2 separate regions of the Sus scrofa genome follow, and region 2 is linked to region 1. Evidence: chromatin contacts called from public HiChIP or PLAC-seq data. All regions are on one chromosome and are shown on one strand. The core of a region is the stretch at or near the end of the contact, and the rest is flanking DNA. Distances in the headings are between cores, read along the strand shown.

Region 1 (3,577 bases), core at 454-2,953:
TTCAGAAATGCAGAAGTATGTAAATATAATAAATATATATAAATAACAGGCACATAATACACATATTCTAGTCACACTGTCCTTCACTTTGTTTTTTTGATTTTGTATAGTCTGGAGATTGATTCACATTTGCACATGTAGATCTATACAGTCTTCGGTTAATGGCTGCATGTGTATGTGCTACAACTGACTTAGCCATTCCTCTCTTGAGGGATTTTGATTTGTAGTCTTTCACTATTGCTAAAGAAGAACTGAAAGTTACAGTGCTCTTAGCAAACAAGTAATAGAAAATAACTTTTCTATTGCTATAACTACCGGATGGAACCCAATTCTTTGCCTCCCCCACCCACGCCCCATTTTTGGCTGCTCTGTGGCAAAAGGAGTTCCCGGGAGGCCAGGGATCAGATTTGAGCCGAACCCTCGGCAATGTAGGATCCTTAACCCCCTGTGCTGGGTGTGGATCCTGTTGTGCCACCTCGGGAATTCCTCTTTGGTTTATTGCATTTAATGTCTTATTTCTCTGGTTGCCCCCTCCCTCTCCTCCTCCCCATACCTTTCCCTCCTGGTGAATCTTCTATTACTTCTTTACAGCTCGTCACTCACAACTCCCGTACTTTCTTCAATTCCAATGGGCTCCTCACTCTTCTCTCTCTCTCTCTCAGCATCTCCACAGGGTTTCCGCAAGGTGGGTTGTGATGCTGTTATTTTAAAGGTGAACTTCTTGTGGGTGGGGCTGAGTCTTAAAAATCTCTTTCTGGTTCACAGATGTCAAGGCCTAGCACAAAGTTAACATTAAAAAAATGCTGAAATTCGGGAGTTGCCATGAGGATGCAGGTTCAATCCCTGGCCTCCCTCAGTAGGTTAAGGAGACATTGCCCTGAGCTGTGGTGTAGGCCAGCAGCTACAGTGCCTATTGGACCCCTAGTCTGGGATCCTCCATATGCCGCAGATGCAGCCCTAAAAAGACCAAAAAAAAAAAAAAAAATGTTGAAATTGGTGATGATAAGATTTATTTCCCTGGCAGTTCTAATCATAAGACAATTTATGTTTCCACTTTGATTATTTGTTCTGTTTTCGCTTTAATAAATAATGCTGTGGTGACCCTCTTTGAGCCTCTGGCCTTTTTTTCCTTTTGGATTATTCACTTAGCTGTGTTCTTCAAAACAAAGTTACTGGACCAATGAATGTGGGTTTTTTTTTCCAATTTGCCTTGCAAGATCGTGCACAATGGTATTTTTGTTTGTTTGGGTTTTTTGTTTGGTTTTGTTTTTTAAATCAGAAAACTCCTAAGGGAGTTCCCACCAGTGGCTCAGCAGAAATGAATCTGACTAGTATCCTGAGGAAGCAGGTTTGATCCCTGGCTGTGCTCAGTGGGTTAAGGATCCCACATTGCCGTGAGCTGTGGTGTAGGTTGCAGACACGGCTTGGATCTGGTGTTGCTGTGGCTGTGGTGTGGGAAAAAGAAGACGACTCTTAAGAATTACAAGGGTAATCAGAAAACCTTTACCTTTAGTCCTGCCTTTGTCCTAAGGCAGGACCCCTGACCTCGAGTAAAATCCTCCTCTGCTCTGTGCCACCGTTTCCCCCAAAGCACAAAAAGGAATTTCGGCATTTCCTCTGCTAGCAAAGGCAAAGCTCCCTCTTGTCGCCGCTCTGACCCTCGCTACTCCGATTGACAATCAGTCTGACCAATCAGAGCGCTGTGAGCGAGCCGGGGCAGCCCTTCCGGACACATGCGCACTATCCTCACACCGGAGATGGGTGGCTACCGTGTCTGGGGCCAGGTCTGGGGCGGCTGTCGGCAGGGTCTGGGGATCTGCGCAGTGCCCAAGGCCGCAGGCTTTGGCACCGAGGCCAGGTGATTACGCACCTCCTGTTTCATGCGGGAGGGAGGTTGGGGCAAGATGAGGGTGTGTGCGGGATCAGCAGTTAGCCCTGCTGTGTGACCCTAAGTTAGTCAATTGACCTCTCTGAGCCTCAGTTCTCCCCGGGGTAAAATGCAGCTAGTTGAACCTGAATTTTCAGGATGCCCAACTCAGGCTTTCGGAAGCATTTGTGGGAAGCCGCAGGATTTGGAGAGAGATGTTGGAAATAAGAATGGGTGGCACCTCGGGAAGTTATGATTCTCCTGTTGCTTACCTTACTTTTCCTAGGCATCAGCTGCAATCCCGAGGTTCTAGCAAACGGTTGGGCTCCTTGGGTGACAAACCTTTCCGGAGGCTGCTGCAGCCAGAGAATCTCAGTCGGGAAGAGCTGGTTGATGTACTGAGGGAGGCTGTGGTGGACCAGAAAGGTGAGGAGTGGGAGGGACGGCTGCAGACAGATTAAGAAGGGGAGCAATTCTCACCTTAGCCTTCCGGGTACCTGGCTGGGCTCCCTACTAAAGGCTTCTGGGTCAAATCCTGGTTCTGATTCCCACTAGCCACTGGAGTTAGGACCAGCCACACAATCTCTTCAGTGCCTCACTATCATGGGTACAGGGGTATGGGGTGGGGGTGGGGGGTGTAAGTAGAGAACCTTGCATACAGTAGGCACTCCACAATGGGAATTGCTGTAATGAAGTTTTTATTGATGGACAAAACACAAGCTTTGAAATCATATCTCGGCTCTGTAATCAGCTTGTTGTGTGGCTTTAGGAAAATAATTTCCCTGAGTCTCAGTCTCCTGTAATTTATTATTAATTTTCTCAACTATTTATTGAACATAGGCTATGTTCTGGGCACTGTTCTAGACATGGCTATATAGTACTGAACAAGATAAATATGGTTCATGCCCTTAGGGAGCCAACATTTCAGTGGGAGAAGTTGATGAACCAGGAAATAAATTAACAGGTACTTACTAGTCAACAGTGCTATGAATAAAATGGTGTTATAAGAGTACCAGGAAGTTCCCGTCGTGGCTCAGTGGTTAAGGACTCTGACTAGGAACCGTGAGGTTGCGAGTTCCATCCCTGGCCTTGCTCAGTGGGTTAAGGATCCGGTGTTGCCGTGAGCTGTGGTGTAGGTCCCAGACGTGGCTCGGATCTGGCCTTGCTGTGGCTGTGGCGTAGGCCGGTGGCTACAGCTCCGATTAGACCCCTAGCCTGGGAACCTCCATATGCCACAGGAGCGGCCCTAGAAAAGACCAAAAAAAAAAAAAAAAAAAAAAAAAAGAGTACCACTTGTAGCCTGGGTTAAGAACCCAACTAGTATCCATGAGGATGCTGGTTTGATCCCTGGCCTCACTCAGTGGGTTAAGGATCCTGCGTTGCCACCAGCTGTGGTGTAGGTCACAGATGCGGGCAGACTGTGGCTTAGATTCCACATTGCTGTGGCTGAGGCTGGCAGCTGCAGCTCCATTTTGACCCCTAGAGTGAACTTCCATATGCGGCAGTTGCGGCCCTAAAAAAAAAGAAAAAAAAAGGTATTATAATGATAAGGAACTACAGGAAGGGAGCCGACATTAGATTGGGGATTGAGACATTTGAGCCAGGATGAAATGAAGGAGTCAGCCATGTGAAAATCAGACAGAGGAAACAGCAAATGCAAAAGCCCTGGGGTAGCAGGCAGCAGGCTTAGTACATGCAAGACACAGAAAG
Region 2 (3,577 bases), core at 591-3,090, 46 kb before region 1:
ATGAGGGTAGTATTGAGGATTATAAAAAAAAAAGGAAAAATCAAACTTTCTGGACCCTTCTGCCTTAGGCATCATACCAGGTATCTACACTAGCAACTTGTTTATTCTCATAACTGCTATATGAGGTAGGACTATTCTTATTATTTTTTTTTTTTATTTTATTGTTGTCTTTTGCCTTTTCTAGGGCCCACCCGCGGCTTATGGAGGTCCCCAGGCTAGGGGTCTAATTGGAGCTGGAGCCACTGCCTACACCAGAGCCACAGCAAGCCAGTCTGAGCCGCATCTGTGACCTACACCATAGCTCACGCAACGCGGATCCTTAACCCACTGAGCAAGGCCAGGATCGAACCTCAACCTCATGGTTCCTAGTCATTATTAACCACTGACCACACGGTGAACTCCAAGGTAGACTATTCTATTCCCACTTTACAGAAGGAAACTGAGGCATAAAAGGTGGAAAGGACTTGCCCACAGCCCTGCCAGAATCAGGACTAAGAAATGCATGTGAAAGTGCTTCATGAATTCATGGTTAGAAGGCTGTTATTGTTATTATTATTTTGCATACCACAGACTGACCAGGCTTGCACAAGGGCAGCAGGCACTTGCACCTCCAGCAGGACGCAGCGGGCAGTAGGGTAGGCCTGGAAGGACAGCACCACATGGGCCTGAGAGAGGCTGTGAGCAACAGGGCAGGTGTCAGTCAAGGCCAGGGGCCCGGGGCAAGGCTCTGATGAGGGCAGTTGGGCCAGTGAGGTTCTCTTCACCATTCCTAGGATCCTCTAGCCCTGGGTCAGGTGTTCTTCCAAACTCCTCTTCATCTGCAGGGTTTCTTCCCAGGACCCTGGAAGCGACCCGGAGAGCAAAGGCTCAGGACTGGTACCCGCTCTGGCTTTGGCTTCCTTCCAAGAAGCCCAGTGCTAGGAAACAAAGGCCAGGCCTGGGGGATGGACCTGGCTAACATGGGGGTCTGTTGGACAGGTGTGCCTCAGGAGAATGCTGAGGATGCCTGAGAATGCCTGATAGACACCCTGGTCCCCATGCCCATCCCACCCATAGGCTCACCATGCACAGCCAAGTGGACAGCCACACGCACACAGAGGTCGCAGTCGGTCTCCTTGTGGCACCTTAGCACCAGTTCTGTCTGCAGGAGTGTGGGCACCAGAACAGGGCCTGGGGCAGACACAATGCCCCCAGGCAGGCACAGCACGTCACCATCTGTGCATGAAGGGTAGGGTGGGAGCTGAAGCTGTGCAGACCCACAGTCTGATTGCACCTGACACCCCCAGAGGGCCAAGGGGCTTTGGGCTCTTCCTGGGTTGAGGGCGGGAGGTAAGGGCCCAGGACTGAACAGCTCCCCTCCCTTTTGCCAACCTGGGATGGTCTTTTCTCTCTAAAAGTAGCTCTACTCACCCCAGAGATGGCAGAAAGGCCCTAGGAAGGAGGTAAAGATGAATCAGAGTTTATGAGCTCAAATCTAACCATTCTTTCCTGGCTTGGGTCCCCAACTCGCCCCCTCCATCCCCGTTCTTCTGGGGCTCCCTTTCCAAGTCCCTCCCAGAAAAAAGACAAGACCGAGTTTTTTGCCCCCCTCCCCATTCTTCTCTTACCCCATCAGCACCCGACAGACCAGCCAGGGCAGTTCTGACAGTGATGGCAGTGACAGGAGCCAGGCTAGGGCCTTAACGGCCGCAGGCTGAACCCTGAGCCTTCCTCAACCCTCTGGGGGCCCCAGACTCACCGGAGAGCAGCGGGCAGCGTCCTGAGCCCCAAACCTCTCTAGAGAGAGGACCACAGGGTTTCGGCCCAGTGCCAAGGACAGAAGGAACCAGGGCACAGGCATCTTCCAGGTGCCAGGCAGCACCCAGGCCTGAGGCCCTGTCCTGCCCCCCCAAGGGGGGGCAGACACCACACCTCTGCTCCCACTCAGCCCTGCGCCTGTGGGCAGGAGGGCCAGATCCCTCCCCGGCCTTGGGTCAGCGCTGGCTCTCCTCTCCCGGAGTCCTGACTCCTGTCCCAGCCAGAGTGCTTTCGTTTGGCTCCCGGCAGGCAGCCGGCTGTTCCCGCCCGCCCTGTCCCTCCACCAACACCAGGCCTGGGAGCCAGCAGCCCTGAACTGGAGTGGCAGCCTCACCCCCTCCCTCTTTTCCCCTCCTCCTTCTCTGCTGACACCTGGCTGGGAGGGCTGCCTGGAGAGGCGGTGGCCTCAAGGCTGAGTAAGGGAGCTCTTACTCACGCTGGGATCCCTAAGGAGAGGGCTCCACAGAGGGGCCCCAGACCCAGGGCAATCCTGGGCATTTCCCCTTCCCATGTGACTCTGGGATCTTGGTGCCCACTAGGTCCCTTGCGACTGGGTACCTAGGACCCTTCACACATTCTCCTCATTGCGGAACAGGAGCTCTAACGACAGGGCCAAGGGGCACCAGAAAGTGGGCTTTTCACCACTTCCTGCCTATGCTCAACTGTGGTGTGGGGAGAAGGAATCCAGTACCCAGAGCCAGGAGGACACCGTCCTATTTGTGCTGATGCCATGGGCTGGAGGCACAACATGGGACTCACGTCACATTTCTGAACCTGAGATTTCCTCTCTTCTTTCTGAAGAATCACAGCTCCTTGTTTCTTAGTTTATCCAAAATGTCCACCTTTATTCATCTTCCTCTATCTTGGTTTCCAATGTCCCACCTCTACCCTGGTCATCCAGGGCCAAAGCCCCTTTCCTGGATCCAGAACCCTCCTCCCTCCACTCTGGGCAGGGCCGGTTTGAGAAAGGGGATCCCCAGCATCCAAACGCTTTTCTGTTCCCCCACCCCTCTGGAGCCACCTTCCACTCAGAACTGCCATGGGCCTGCCTCCCTCCCGAGTCTCAACATCTCTGGCCTGGACTGGAGCACAGGCAACTACTCTCTTTCTGGGATTCTGGAGAGAGGAAGTGGATGACTCCCCACCCACATCAGGCTGGGGTCGGGGAGTTCTCCGGAAAGAGTGACTCTCTCCTTGGGGCTTCTGAGGAAGCCAGACAGTGGGAAAGGGCGGGCAGTGAGTGAGTGCTCTGTCCAGCTGGGGGCAGAGTAAGGCTTTTTTGCCAGTCGTGCGGTGAAGGAGCCCTCAAGATCCAGGTGAGAAACCTGATTCAGGGTTCTAGTCGTGCACAGATCCAGATCGTATGAGCTCTGTCAGCCTGGTCGGCGGTTTCGGCTTCCGTTCCAAGCTGGGCACAGCTCCAGCGATCCCCGCAGAACCGCGGGACTCGAAGCGGCCAGTGTGGCTTCGGCGGAAGGGCCGCGCGTCAGAGCCGCAGAACGTGCAGGTCGTGCAGCAGGCGGTAGGGGGCAGGGCACGCAGCGGCGGGGAATGTCACCCTTGGCGCAGAGGCGGCTGAAGTACGCGAGCAGCAGCAGCGGGCCGGGGCGCGCGGAGCAGGTCCGCAGGGGCGCGGCGCGGTGATCCTGACCGCCGGCGGGGCTGGGGCAGGCGCCGCTCCACAGCAGGCAGCACGGTGCCTTGCTCTCGCGCCACCGTCCCGCGCCCCCAAGCCAGGCAGCGGGCCAGCGTGCCATGCTGCCCTCCCACAAGCCACAAC

Evidence for each region. HiChIP or PLAC-seq counts read pairs in DNA pulled down with a chosen protein or histone mark.
Region 2: a contact with region 1 is called in an H3K27ac HiChIP or PLAC-seq map of alveolar macrophages. The contact joins the promoter of IL17RC here to the promoter of RPUSD3 in region 1. A contact is called at or near these places in 2 of 2 datasets of contacts at active chromatin or transcription factors (alveolar macrophages and skeletal muscle).

Annotation. Positions count from the first base shown.
Region 1 is chr13:66,131,900-66,135,476 of Sscrofa11.1, reverse strand. It overlaps RPUSD3 (RNA pseudouridylate synthase domain-containing protein 3), which reads left to right and starts at 1,703. Exons shown (of 9, transcript XM_013981960.2): 1 at 1,703-1,858; 2 at 2,154-2,293. The coding sequence starts at 1,734. LOC106505669 (a long non-coding RNA gene) reads right to left here and starts at 1,667. Exons shown (of 3, transcript XR_002337652.1): 1 at 1,508-1,667; 2 at 554-775.
Region 2 is chr13:66,177,561-66,181,137 of Sscrofa11.1, reverse strand. IL17RC (interleukin-17 receptor C) reads right to left here and starts at 1,840. Exons shown (of 13, transcript XM_021069809.1): 1 at 1,739-1,840; 2 at 1,063-1,141; 3 at 881-917; 4 at 603-675. The coding sequence starts at 1,840. IL17RE (interleukin-17 receptor E) reads right to left here. Exons shown (of 19, transcript XM_021069808.1): 18 at 3,487-3,555; 19 at 3,171-3,485. The coding sequence ends at 3,171.